2 separate regions of the Triticum aestivum genome follow, and region 1 is linked to region 2. Evidence: chromatin contacts called from public Hi-C data. All regions are on one chromosome and are shown on one strand. The core of a region is the stretch at or near the end of the contact, and the rest is flanking DNA. Distances in the headings are between cores, read along the strand shown.

Region 1 (4,314 bases), core at 146-2,645, 310 kb after region 2:
CCGCCTACTAAGGCGCCTTTGACCGGCCACAGTCCACGGTCGTCGGTCATGCTGTCAGCGTGCCACCGGTGTGAAGCGCCGGATGAAACAGCGTGTTTTCTGTTTTCCTGTTATGTCATATAGTTAGACATTTTGCAAAGATGTCAGCCTTTTTTCTAGACGTTTATATTTATGATGCCGGAGAGTCTGACTTTTAATCTGAATGCCTCCATAGTCCCGCTGACCCGCTAGACCGGCTAACGCGTCTTATTTGCCAGAGCGTCTGACTTATTGGACACAAGGCAGACCATCTGATAATTTGTGTAAAGTTGTCGTTTACTAAGGTAGTCTCGCAGTTTGGCGTGTCACGCTCGTCAGATCCTCCAACCTACCCGGTTATTCCCTCGCCAGATTGGTAGGCGCATTTGGTCTCTTTAAATATGTTTTCCTGCATCGACCCATCCCCGTTCGCCTGCAAAACCCCCCATTTCTTCCCGCCTGAGCTTCTTCCCCTCCCAGTCTGCCCGCCTGAGTTTCTTCCTCTACGAATCCAAATCCAACAAGGAAGGATGTCACCATTACCTAGCATCAAGGACGTCGCCAAACCCTGTGGCCGTAGGAGCTTGTTGCCATCTCCATGGAGGAAGCATGTATTTATCTTCTGTGACGTCGTCAACTCCTTGTGTTACAAGTATCACCGGTGATGGCCACCCTCCGATCTGCCTCAAGGGCAAGTTTTTATTGTGTGATGAGACGAGTCATGAACTCTGTGAGTAGGTACGAGTCCATGGTCTTTATGTTTTAGAATATCTGTTAGGCCCTATTCCAATATGCTACACTGTGAAAGTAAAAACCGAATATTTTTATTAATAGTAATTAATAAAAAGGAAAAACTAGTTGCTCCACATGACTTGTACATAGCTGCACATTTGACATGTTTTGACCAAAAGAGTTGTAGTACAATCTGCAGTGCACCACTACAGGAGTATATGCAGAAGCAACTACTCGTACGTGGACTTGGGTTTACAACCTTTTTACAGACTCTGGTGGCCAAATTCGCTTGACTAGAATTTTAAATCCCCAGGCTTTGCTTGGTTAAAAAAAATCCTTGGATTGGAGCAAGGCATCCTGTATCTGAAAAAGATGTTGTGCTGCGTCGTCTGTCGTAGTTGGCACAAAAATGAAAATATATATGCATCCAAGAGGACAGCATCTGCGGTTGATGTGCCGGTATGAGCTGTGAAAACGCTGCCTGAAGCATCCGTGGACGTGCTTCCTCATGCATGGACGTCTCTCTCTCTCTGAAACAAACAACTGGTTTTCGCGAACAGTGGTCCTTGTGCAACAGTGAACAGTGGTCGCACCAGCGTCCGTGTGGCCAGTTGCTTGCTGATGGCACGAGAGGCCCAGCACAGGCAAAAGGGCATCAACTGAGGGCGGGCCAGTATTGCACTGTTTTGTGATGGCGTCGTTATGGCAACTGCCAAGGCCAGGACGAAGATGTCGCTCGCGGGAGGCCTACCGCGCGGCCCCTCCAGCCCAATATTCTTGCGCCTTTTTTACCGCAACGGATGCACCGCGGGTAATCCCTATTTGGCGCTGCAGGCGCCGGTTACAGCTGTTTCCGCAAACCGGCGCCTGCAGCGGAGTTAGATGGGCTCGGCCCAACTATCTGTTTGATAGTCAAAAAAGGAGGGCTAAGGAATGTGTGCGTACCCAGGAATCGAACCAGCGATATCTCTGTTGCGAGATCCCTCCACTAACCACTACGCCAGCTTCCCTCTCGCGAATACGAACCTCCTTTCATCCTTCTTATATACATACAGCAAATACCCACTATGTTCTCCATGTTTTTTTCCCTTTCCTTTTTTCTTAAATGCGTGGAATGTTTCGAAATAGACGATATTTTTTTCTAATTCGTGAACTTTTTCTTTAAATCGATGAACTTTTTTTTAATTTCAATGAAATTTTTTCAAGTTTGATGATTTTTTTTCAATTTCAATGAACTTTTTTTTCAAACTTGATTCACTCTCTTTTCAAAATGAATGAACGTTTTAACATTTTGATGAACTTATTTTAAAAATCGATGAACTTTTCTAAATCCGATGAACTTTTTTCAATTCGATGAACTTTTTTTTTCAAATCCAATGAACTATTTTCAATTCGATGAACTTTTTTTCAAATCCAATGAATTATTTTCAATTCAATGAATTTTTTTAAATCTGATGAACTTTTTTCAAATCCGATGAACTTTTTGAAAATTGATGAACTTTTCTTAGATCTGTGAACTTTTTTTTCAAAATCGATGATTTTTTTTCGAAATCCATGAACTTTTTAAATTTTGATGAACTTCTTTGAAAATCGATGAACTTTTTTTCAATTCAATGAACTTTTTTTTCAAAATCCATGCACTTTTTTTTGAAAATTGATGAATTTTTTCGAATTCAATGAACTTTTCTTCGAAAACAGTGAACTTTTTTTCAAATTTGTGAACTTTTTTCAAAATGGATGAAGGTTTTTTCGAAATTGATGATCTTTTTCTATTTTTCACGAACCATTTTTCATATTCGTGGTTTTTTTGTGAATTTCTTTTTCAAATAATTTACTTTGGGTATATAATATATCTGTGGAGGAATGGTCAAATGTACCTCGTTTCTGGTAGTTGACAAGCTTAGCACCTCGGTCTGGTGGTTCGGGCGTTAGGTTGCTATACCTTAGGTGATGGGTTCGAGTTCCAGTTTCTGCATCCTAGTTTTTTGCTGTTTTTTCTCCTCGATTGGGCCGGCCCGCTAGCTCCCGCTGCGAGCGCTGTTTGCGCTAATCGGCGCTTGCAGCGCCGACTAGGAGCTCCCTGCACCGCGTCCGCGAGCATCGTGGTCTGAAAATCCATGAAGCCACAGCCGATCACAGCCACTGCGTGGATTTGATTTTGGTGGCGTGAGCTGGGTCAGTGTCACGGACCCAAGTACCTCTACAGCCCATGACCCTGGAGAAGGCCGGTCCAAGAGGAAGAAGCGGCCCAGCCACAAGTTCGACCCAGCAACCTGGGAACTGGGGGATAAGAGTTGGTGTGCGTTAGGTGGAGAGGCATCGAGAATCATCTGGACTTGTACTCTCATCCTGATCCCCTTCTTCCTCCTCGAACCCTACCTCCCCTGAACTCCAATTCCTCCTGTACCACTATGAACTAGAGTAAATCGAGTTGAGGGACGTAACATATGGTATCAGATTTGACTGATTATCTCCAGAAGCCCATCTTCTCCACGCGCAATCAACGTCACACCCTCGAAATGGAGCAACGCATCGACGAGCTTGCGGCAACGCTCAAGCGCATCCAGGAGCAGAACGCCTCCATCCAAGAGGCGGTGGTGACATCGACGGCCCTTTTCGAGGAGGTCAAGCCGTCCGTGAAGGGTCTCGCGGAGTGGCGACCGGCGCTCGAGCGCTCGGTCGACGATCTGCGCACCAAGATCGGTGGCGTCCGCCGTGACTTGGACACTGTCATCCGCAACCCCGCCCTCACCCTCAAGCCGACGGATCTGCCACCCTTGATCCCACGATCTGGTGGTGGGACGACTTCGGAGGCGAGCAAGGACACGCACAGGCCCGATGGCAGCCACGACAACAATTCGACTCGGGGGTCTGGATCTGGGGTAGTAACTACCCTCATTCCGCCTCCGGCCATGGGTACGTACACTCTCGAGGATTCCCGTTCACGATCGTTAGTCCGTCCTCTCGAGCCGCTACCACTGTCTGGGGAGTTCTCGCGCCAGCGGAATGCCTCCCGTTCGGGCAGCCCACATCGTTTTCGTTCCCCTTCCATTCCCCGTCCCAAACTTGATTTTCCACCATTTTGGGGAGAGAGGCCCCGCAGTTGGAAACGGAATTGCGAGTCCTATTTCCGTGTGTTTCACCTTGATCCGGAGCTTTGGGTAGACACTGCTGCTATGCATTTTTCGGGGCCGGCGATGATTTGGCTCGAAAATGGAGGGTTTACCTTGCGTAACCTGACTTGGGAAGCCTTCTGTTCATTGGTCTGTGACCAATTCGAGCGCAACGAGTTTTCCTCTCTGTTGCGCCAGCTCTTCCACTTACGCCAAACAGATTCAGTTTTAGCTTATGTTACTCAATTTAATGAGCTTATGCACTCCCTTTTGGCACATAGCAGTTCGTGAGATCCAGCCCTTTTTCTCTCTCGCTTCGTAGATGGTCTTAAGGATGAAATTCGTGTTGTTGTTCTTGTGCATAATCCTCACGACCTGGATACTGCTACTTCCTTGGCTTATCTGCAGGAAGAGGCGCTGGATATTTCTAAACGACGCGAACCGCGTCGCA
Region 2 (4,470 bases), core at 658-3,157:
ATTTTAAAGGGGTCAGCCGATTCCTAACTTTCCATCTCAACCATTGAATCAAGATTCAACGGCCAGGCCTTCATCTTCAACCTCAAAACGGTATGACATTGTTTCTCTTCTTCTTCATCTGTCCATCTCCAGATCCAACCCTTACCGAACCGCCTACCTCCGCGACCGGCTAGCGCAAATGCCAGCCTGGCCGCCCCGCCCTTCCGCCGCCCACGGACATCCCTCTAACGGCGAGCCTGCCACCCTACCACCCTAAGATAGATCGTCGGCGAGCCTGTCACCCTCGTCACCGGCTTTTACCTCCAAAAATCAACTTACCCAAATTGTAAATTCAAACGACTTACATTACATATAGCTATTGTGAAATTCAAACTACCTGCGTGTGCGACACAAATATTTCTGCAGGAAAAATATTCCCCCCGTAAGTCCGGAACAGCATTGACGCGGAAATCTCAACGCACAGGCACAGACGTCTCAACGCATCCGAGGAACCCCTCCAAGCTCACCGCCGACGACCCGCGCGGCCCCTCCCAAGCGGCCGCCATCGCGCGCGCGATCACCTCCGCCTTCCTTCTCATCTGGCCGCCCTTCTCCGTCTCCCCCATCACCGTCCCCACGGCGTCGGCCACGGCCCCCATCGCCACCACCGAGCTCTCCATGTTCCCCCGCGCCACCTCCACGCAGACGCCCCGCTCCACCACCAGCATCGCGTTGAAGAACTGCTCGGCCCCCAGCGGCCACCCGATCACCGGCACGCCGTGGCACAGGCTCTCGAGGATGGAGTTCCACCCGCAGTGGCTCATGAACGCGCCGGTGGACGGGTGCGCCAGGATCCGCACCTGCGGCGCCCAGCCGCGCACCAGCAGTCCCCTGTTGGCCCCGGCCGTTCGCTCCTCGAAGCCCGCCGGGAGCCACTCCGGCTTGAATCCGTCCTTCGCGTCGAGCCCCAGCGGTGGCCGGAGGACCCAGAGGAACGGCCGCCCGCTGGCCTCCAGGCCCAGTGCCAGCTCCGTCATCTGATCGGCGTTGATGCTGTTCTGCGACCCGAAGGATATGTACAGCACCGAGCGCGGCGGGTGCGCGTCCAGCCACCGGAATATGATGGCATCGTCCTGCGAGGCCGACGGAGTCGTCGGCGCCGCGAGAATTGGCCCGATCGGCCATGGTTGGACGCCGAAGGTCCTCCTGAGCATGTCTAGCCCGGAGGACTCGAGCTCTTGTACAGTGTTGACAAGGACCGCATCGGTCTTGCGGCAAAGCGAGATGACCCGCCGGAAGAAGGCCGTCCAGGGATCGGACCCGGTCGCCGCGAGCATGTACCGCGGGATCTGCGTGCGGTGGAGGACGACGCTGGGGAAATCGGGCAGAGGGAACTCGTCGCCGGCGGCGAGCGTGTGCGGCAGGTGCTCCCACACGGAGAAGAAGACGGCGAAGCCGAAGGCGCCGCCGGTGAGGAAGACCGCGTGGAACGCGCGGTGCGCGCGGGCGACGTCGGCCGTCCAGCCGAAGAAGGCGTCGGCGACGATGCAGACCGGGGACCGGATGCCGGAGACGAACCCTTCGAAGGCGGGGCGGAGGGACTCGGACGCCTGGAAGAAGGTGATGAACTGGTGGACGTGGAGGTCGGCGAGGCAGTCGGTGCCGGGCGGCAGGCCGTGGTCCGCGGGCGCGAACGGGAGCGCTTGGAGGCGGATAGGAGGGTTGGTGGGCGGGAGGGAGATGGAATCGAGGATGCGCGCGGTGGAGACTAGGGTGACGGCGATGCCCGGGCGCCGCTCGTGGAGGAGGCCGGCGAGGCGGAGGAAGGCGGGGACGTGGCCGCGCGCGAGGAAGGGGAAGAGGACGACGTGCGGGTGCTGCCTCCCTGCTTCCTCTGCTGCCATGGTAGTGGTCTGTCTGACCTCTGACGGGTGTCGCTTGTTCGGTGGAGTATAGTGACCCTGGAGGCCTGGACCTTGAGAACCACATTCGTAAGGGCAACTCCCAACGCGCGACGAATTTTGTCCGTCCGCGTGCGATTCGTTTTGGGTCAAAACGGATAGAAACTGCGGCCCAACCCATCGACATAAATGGACCCTATCCGGTTTTCATCCACTCGCGACCTATCTCCGGCCTAAATTTGAGCCCGGTATGCGTCGAGGCGGACATGGCGCATGGCGTGACTCCCACTCTTTTCTCCCCTGACCCATTCGTCGGTGGCACATTCATCTCATTTCCCACTCTCTCCCAAAACCCTTCGCCACCCTGCCCACTCACCATGGCCGACGCGACAAACCCCGTCGCCGCCGCTGTCCCCGCCGTCACGGTTGACGGCGTGGCTGTCCGAGCAGTGGACCATGCAGTCAACGAAGAGGGTTGGCCGGAGAAAGGTTCGCAAGTGTGCCGGTATGAACTACCGTTGGACGCACCGGCCAGGTTTGGACAGACGCAGCTGGACAGCATGCCTTCGATCGACCCAAACGGATAAAAAACGTGAATTGCACTAAGTTTAGGAAGCTCAGATAAAACTCAGTTGAGAGTGTCAAAAGTTCAGAAAGACCATGTTGTTCCAGCAAAAGCACATTCATATTCCAACTGTGAGAAATACTAAACCCAAACCTAAGCAAGAGGCACAGCACCACGTCCAGGGAGGAACCCTGGCTGAACTACTCAGGGTTACTGCCTGGACTTGACGGTACCTTCTTCAGAGAGGCTAACATACATACACGATCCCACTGTTATCAGTCAGTATTATTTATCCCACTAGAAAACAATTGACAGAAAGAATGAGTGCATGCTCCCAAGATCCCCATCATAAGCAACAGGGGAAAGGGAGCAACGGGTATTGATTGCCTTTCACTAACTGAACTTATATATATAAATACATCATGAGCTATCCTTCTTCGAAGAACAATCAGAAGTAGGCGACGACGCCAAGCTCACCCGAGCCCTATCTTTCGACTCGCTTAACATAACTACAACATGCCGCATCGGCGGTCTCTCGTACGGCGACAGGTTACTACATAGCAGAGCAATTTTCAAGACCTCGATCATATGATCGACGACGGCTTTATCTTCCAAATCAAGATTACTGTCGAAGATCCCTGGACCCAGAGAATTGTCCCTGATGTAATTTTTGGCCCATGTTACCAGATCACCTCCCAACTCTATCGGTTGCACAGGCGCACGACCGGTTAGCAGCTCCAACAGCACGACGCCATAGCTGTATATGTCAGATTTCTCGGTCACCTTCATGGTGTACGCATACTCTGATCAAATGAAAAGAACTGGATCAGTACTTTGTTGACCATTCATCGCTTAACTAAAGATTCAAGTAAAAAAAGCATATAGGGCAAGATAGCAGTGACATGCAAATGGAATTTGCTTTGTAGGATGTGGAGAAAACTTAAGACTCACCTGGTGCAATATAGCCATATGAACCAGCAATTGCAGACATAGACTTTGAGACTGGCATGTCAATCACCTTAGCCAACCCAAAGTCACCAACATGAGCTTCAAAGTTGTCATCAAGTAAAATGTTATTTGACTTGATATCACGGTGGATGATCCGAGGCTTGCAATCATGATGCAAGTATGAAAGCCCTTCAGCTGCCCCAAGGGCTATCGTGAAGCGTGTCTCCCAATCGAGTGAAGAAGAAGATTCTCCGTGAAGTAGCTCTCCAAGGCTGCCTCTTGGCATGTACTCATACAACAGAAGGTTTGCACCCTGGTGATAGATGAAACCGTACAGTTTCACAATGTTACGATGTCTTATCTTTCCAAGAGTCATGATCTCTGCACGGAAGCTGTTGTCGGTGTTGCTTCCTTCCCTGTTAGAAGCCAACTTCTTTACCGCAATTATCTGCCCAGGCTTCAGGACGGCTTTGTACACAGTTCCACAAGCACCCCGTCCAATGACACAACTATCATCAAAATTACTTGTAGCAGAGACCAGTTCCTGAAATGTATACGCATCCTTCGCAGAAACAGGAATGTTAGACCCAGCAGATAGAATTTGCTTGTCTTGCAAAGGGGCTACTGTTTCTAATGGTTTCCTCATATGGTGCAAAAGTATGGCAATAAGAATAAGTGATACTCCTCCAATAATGGCGGCAATAATTGCTATAATCTTGCCCATAGGGCGACTAACCGAGTCGGATGACTGGGAAGAGGAGGGTGACTCAGATCCACACTTGCCAAGTTGTCCACCACAGAGTCCTCTGTTTCCAATAAAGCTGGTCACAACCATATTGTCAAAAAGCGGCACCGGGGGAAGAGTACCGGTGAGATTATTGTACGAGACATTGAGCTGAAGCAAACTTGACAGGTTTACAAATGTATCTGGGATTTCACCTGTCAGGTTGTTATTATTGAGAAACAAACTTTCCAATAATGCAAGACTGCCAAGCTCTGATGGTATATTCCCAGAGAGATTATTATAGCTCAAATTCATGGCAATCTGCAAGCTTGACAGCAGGCCCAGCTCCTTTG

What was found. Hi-C and Micro-C count contacts between places; a contact is called where the count stands out from the background.
Region 1: a contact with region 2 is called in a Hi-C map of leaf, with 5 times the contacts expected there. The contact joins two enhancer-like sites. A contact is called at or near these places in 2 of 5 Hi-C or Micro-C datasets (both in leaf).

What each region holds. Positions count from the first base shown.
Region 1 is chr2D:463,589,321-463,593,634 of IWGSC CS RefSeq v2.1, forward strand. No RefSeq gene overlaps it. Among protein-coding and RNA genes, the nearest start is that of LOC123053850, 12 kb to the right of the region's middle. Within about 2 kb of position 1,396, at least 5 of the 8 cell types and tissues checked have an H3K27ac peak or open chromatin away from gene starts, as enhancers often do. A contact at or near this core is called in leaf, where this site is marked.
Region 2 is chr2D:463,279,569-463,284,038 of IWGSC CS RefSeq v2.1, forward strand. It overlaps the pseudogene LOC123053847. Among protein-coding and RNA genes, the nearest start is that of LOC123049579, 100 kb to the left of the region's middle. Within about 2 kb of position 1,908, at least 8 of the 8 cell types and tissues checked have an H3K27ac peak or open chromatin away from gene starts, as enhancers often do. A contact at or near this core is called in leaf, where this site is marked.